Linked DNA regions of Zea mays: region 2 is linked to region 1. A link is a contact called in public Hi-C data. All regions are on one chromosome and are shown on one strand. Each heading gives the region's core, a stretch centred on a gene start, on an enhancer-like site or on the middle of the called end of the contact. The rest is flanking DNA. Distances are from core to core; before and after follow the strand shown.

Region 1 (2,640 bases), core at 103-2,602:
CAGCGGCAGTGCTGGAGGGAGCTTGAAGGACAGAGCGGTGACGCTTGATGAGCGGTGGTGTCATGTCCCGACGATAGCTTGGAGGGAGCTCGAAGGGTAGGGGAGCAGCACTAGAGGAAGATCGAAGGGGTGGGCGGCGGCGCTGGAGCGTGAGAGAGTAGGGCGACGACGTAGGGAGTTTTTTAGATGAGAAGTAGGTCAAAATAGGGATGAGAGGGAGGGCATATGGGCTGGGATGGTGGGCTGTCTAAGTGGGCTGGAGCCCTTATCCCCTCTCTTTTCCCCCTTTTCTCCTTCCATCTTGCTACCATTTTATCGCTGCATATGATAATTAGGTGTCTCCTAGGTGTCCGGAAGGTGGTGGAATGCCGTACCTTTTAACGCTTCAAGATCTATGCACTAGAGCTAATACTTAGTTGACTAACAAATTTGCTAGAAAAATTAGCTAGCTAACTACTTCCTCCGTTCTTTTTATTTATCGCGTTTAAGGTAAAATAAACTAGCGGGTAACAAATATTCGAAAACGAAGATAGTATTAGCTATTTTACTAAAAGTAGCTAATATCTGAACTATTAGCTTGGTTGTTTCGACATCTCGACTAATTTTATCCGTAAACCATTAGCTCTAATGTATTAAAACACCCCTTAGTTTTATTAAGAATAAGGTATCCGAGGAAGTTGTTGGGTATAAAAAAGATACATGTTCCATGCATATACATTGTACCTCTATTTATAGGGATTTATAAGGATAATACGACGTATAACTTTATATAAAATTACATTTATATCTTTAACCCATATACATGATCTATAGAGGTCATGATCTATAGAGGTCGTTAAGATTATTGTTGTCTTTTCAAGGGCGTTTTGTCTTTTCTTCTTAGAATCGTGTCAGACACGTCGCTTGAATCCTCCTTGGTCTTCTTATCCACGTGCCTTCACCTTTCGGACCTTCTAGACTCTTAGCATGGTCCATTTGAACCACGACTCGTATGTGCATATTAAGATAAAGCTTGTTCCATCGTTACTAAAACAAACCTAAAGATAGAGAACCTTCGGTATATCTCTACTATACTTAAAGCACCAGTTTCAACGGTCGTGCGTCATTTTTTTATAAAAAAAAACACCCTCATTTTTTTCTTGATCAACCCGCCGTCCTCTCCGCGATAGGATCCACGATCCTCGCGTCGCCGCTAACACTGCCCTGCCCGTGCGTTAATCGTCGTCTATCCCTGCACGATCCAAATGTGCTCCCACCTCCCCTGCATGCGCAACAACCCCACGCCCCACCCGGCGATACGGTAGCCGACGCCCCTACCCCTAGGTCGTGCCCGTTTCCTCCCCCACCCTCGCGTCCCCGCCGTCACGGCGTCACCCATCCACTTCCTCTCCCTGCTGCTGCAGCTCGCGCAACCCCCATCTCACCCTCTTCCTTCCTGCCACACCGTTGCTACCACCGCCCTGCCCTGAGAGGGCCCGACGCCATGGACCTCCTCGAGAAGATGATGGGGCGGGGAGTGCTCTCGGACCTGCAGAACTTCTCCGGCCTGATGGAGCACCTGGCCAGCGTTGTCGACCTCAATGGCATGGCTGGACGGTAGGTTTGCTGGCTCATTCTTGGGATCGTCTTCGATTCGTTCGTCGCCTCCGTGGCTCTGGTCCGTGCCCCCCTGCCCCCAGCGACTGCTGATGCGGTCCGCCGTCCAGTACGTGCCGCATCACCGCTTTCTTCTATTTGCAAGTGGATGATTCAAGGGTCGGTTTGTAGTGCTTGTAAATTGTTGTTCATGAAATTATGCGAGACAGTGTAGTGTCTCTACTAGGACTGTTCCGCCGTGGGTTTAGAAAATTTCTTAGTCTGTGTTTTAAATTAGGGAACCAATGAACGCATGTCGTAGTGCATTCCTAATTTTAGACTGGAAATGCTTTGGGTGATTTAGATACTGAAGTAATGTTAGTACCTTTTGCAGATTGGAAATATATCTCACTGTGATCCATGTACAGTTAATGATTCAAGTCCCTCTCACTTAAGTCAGAGGAGACTCATCCCTAAAGTCATCCAGATATACACATCGTTCTCGCAACTTCACCATGGAAACAATATAGCTGCCAATTATTGTAGAAGATGTTGAGTAGAAACACACATAAAAGGTTGAAAGTGGTGGGAGACCATCAGACCAACCAGATGAACATCCTCAACCAACACCCTTGCACGAATGAAGGCACCTTTCTAGGATGAATGGAACATGCTTTTAAAAGATGAATATGGCAGCATTAGCTAATAGCATCAGCACTCGTTATTGATCGAAGTCTGAAATGTGTCACTAAGAATTCACATTATCCACAGGTGGCAAACGAGAAAATTAAAACTGACTATTTGTAAATGGTTAAGTCAAAATTTCAACTTTCTAATGTTAAACTGTTTGGAGGGAGCAAAGCTTTGCTCGGCATTGGTCTTACTACTTTGGTTTCCTATTTTTGTAGATCCATACTTGAACACAGATACAGGTACAATGTCCCCCTTTGAGCATGGTGAGGTGTCTGTTCTTGATTTTCTTGATAACGGTGGATAGGTACATCTCCCTAATACTTCCATTTAATACACATTTTTAAAATTTGCAGCCTCGATGGTATCTACCTA
Region 2 (2,640 bases), core at 45-2,544, 530 kb after region 1:
TCTTCATGTCCGAGAAGTAACGACGATCCGAATCGATTAATACCCAGCTGGGGATCTCCGATCACATGACATATGTAGCACTTAACCCTTGCATATGTCAACTCGCCACCGGGGTTCTTAAGACCAGATCAGGTTCACGCCAACCGAGAGCACATATACACCACCGTCCAGCCTCTTGCCATGGAGGGTACACGCTACTCTCGCCATCTCTCCACTCCCATTGCGTGTTATCTTATTCTGGTATTAGTCTGCCCGAGGCAAAGCTTACCCATGATGAGGCATGTGACAAGTTAAAAGGTCCTCGATCAACAAGCCTACATCGAGACGGTCCTTAATCGACTCAGACAGAGACACTACACCGAGACTCCTTTCTCGTGCAAGTCAACCGCCCGGTCTCAGCTTTATTATTTTCAACCCAAATTTTGGTACCTGGCAGAGGTACATCTTTTTCGATGTTGAACCCATCAAGGCCTTGATGGATCCACCATCACAATTTTTTTTGAAAACATTCCCACCCACTGAAGCATCACTTTTGTTTGAAAACAAAACATTTTTGTTTTCTAAAGCAAGGCTAAGCATCATAAAATTCTTTTTCAAAAGGGTATCAAGGATGGGTAATCAATTTTCCAAGGAAGGAAATGCATCAACGGTTTAGCACATAACTCCTATCACCTAATGCATCAAACAAGGTGATAAAGATTTTAAAACAACAAGGAGGTGGCGAATGCACCGAGGCTTGCCTGAATAACACTAGGTTAGTGTTTTTAGGTGACGTCCACTTGACGATCAGCCTTTGTCCTAGCACTTGATCAGGCAGGTTCGTCCATCAACATCATCATGCAGATTAGCCCGCGCTTGGGGTCGACTTGGATCGTCTTCCGCATCACGCGATCAATTATCGTACCTAATCATATCAAACTTTACCCAAGACTTCGAAATATTATTTAGAGTTTACCATAAAAGTTTGGTGAATTTTGGATTTATTATTTATTCCCTAAAAATCCAGAAGCATGGTTTTTGGTGGTTTTAAATGTCCCAAAATTCCCTATTGGAACTAAAAATCATGAAACTATTTTTACTAAATACTATAGGAAATTAGGAGTCTAGCAAAATTGGTTTGATATTTTTAGCATTTTTCTGTAATTTTCTATGGATTTCTAAAGATCCTTGGAAAAAGAAAAGGAAAAACTACTAACAGTGTTGGGCCCAAACTGGCCCAACCGGCCCTGCTCTAACAGAAATCGGGGGCGCGCCCACGACAGCGCAGTCGGTTTTTCACAAAGGTCCTCGCCAGAGTCAATATTAAAAATGAAGACTTCAACCAGATCCCGTGAGTCACTGACACTTTACTTCCGGCCCCTCCTAAACTTCTTGTCTTTTAAAATGGAATCCCCGACGTCGCCGGCAGCGCGGACACGTTCTCCTCGCGATACTACGGTGGAGAAGAGCTCGGGCAGCCATTGGATAGCGACCGGATCAAACCTTAACCTAATTCGCGCAGCTTTGGGGCATGAATTTGGCTTATGAACACACAGAGCGGCCGGACCGCATCCACGGTGAAACTCTAGCACCGCGGTCCCTGCTCTACCGATTTGAGCACCGGTCGCTACAAATTAAAGGCACAGGGGGCACGAGCAAGGCACGGACAGCATGATGCCCACAGCAATTGACCCCGGATTAACAGAGTTCTGGTGGATCGACACCAGGGCAATCCCTGAGGTGTCGAGCCCGCGTTCTGTCCAAGCTAAGACCATAAAGATCAAACGAACCCCTGGGTGAGCTTCACCAGCCTATAAGGATGCTAGAACCTACACTTGTAGGGGTTAAGTCATACCACAATTGCCTGGCCACGTGAAGCCGAGGTGTTGTCGAGGTGGTCACCGGACACACGCGGCGGTTTGATCAGTGGAACAGGGCATGTCTAGAGTATGGTTTGGGGGATGCAGTACTGCTAATTGAAGCTGCTCACTATGGTTGCTGGTCAAAGTAAGGATTACTGGGTTGGTTCCTGTCTTCCCCCCCGGTTGCTCTTTATATTAGCAGGGAAAAGATCAAAGGGGCTGGATTCTTGAACTTGCAGCAAGGATAGCTATGAACACTAGATGCAGTCGTGGCTCCCACAAGAAGATCCATGCAGGTTCACAGAGTATGGTCATGCAGGGTGAAGTTTATCCATGGCCAAAAGAGAGGGGGTAAGGATAGGAGCGCACTGTAGCAGATATTTCTACTGAGGATAATTCAGAGATGTGCATAAATCTGAATATCTTTGCTCTCCCTCATCTCTACAATTTCCAATACCAAAGTAGGACACGACAGGGAGTAAAAAGATCACAGTTAGATATTTCTGCAATTTTGGATCTACAGCTCTTGACTGACCCACCCAACTTCAATTAGCCTCTTCTCTTAATTTTTAATTAAGACAAATCAATCACTATTAACAGAACTTGTTCCCAGATCAAGGGTCTATAAATTTACTATAAGTCTCTTGGACCTAATCCTTAAAGATTACAAGTTATGGTGCCCAAAAATCACCTGCAATACACTGGTACCATTTCACTTTTCTGAATTTCAGTCTTCAGTTGCTCATCAGATTTCTTCCTTTCTGACAGGGACAGTTTGGGCACCATTATCTCCTGAATC

The links. A called contact is a pair of places that touch in the nucleus more often than the background predicts.
Region 2: a contact with region 1 is called in a Hi-C map of leaf, with 6 times the contacts expected there. The contact joins the enhancer-like site here to the promoter of LOC100278112 in region 1. A contact is called at or near these places in 7 of 25 Hi-C or Micro-C datasets (bundle sheath, ear, endosperm and 3 more).

Annotation. Positions count from the first base shown.
Region 1 is chr2:114,550,596-114,553,235 of Zm-B73-REFERENCE-NAM-5.0, forward strand. It overlaps LOC100278112, which reads left to right and starts at 1,353. Exons shown (of 9, transcript NM_001349964.1): 1 at 1,353-1,705; 2 at 2,484-2,572. It overlaps LOC109944017 (a long non-coding RNA gene), which reads right to left and starts at 171. Exons shown (of 2, transcript XR_002267248.1): 1 at 1-171.
Region 2 is chr2:115,076,652-115,079,291 of Zm-B73-REFERENCE-NAM-5.0, forward strand. No RefSeq gene overlaps it. Among protein-coding and RNA genes, the nearest start is that of LOC103646874, 92 kb to the right of the region's middle. Within about 2 kb of position 1,295, at least 8 of the 20 cell types and tissues checked have an H3K27ac peak or open chromatin away from gene starts, as enhancers often do. A contact at or near this core is called in ear, leaf and leaf mesophyll, where this site is marked.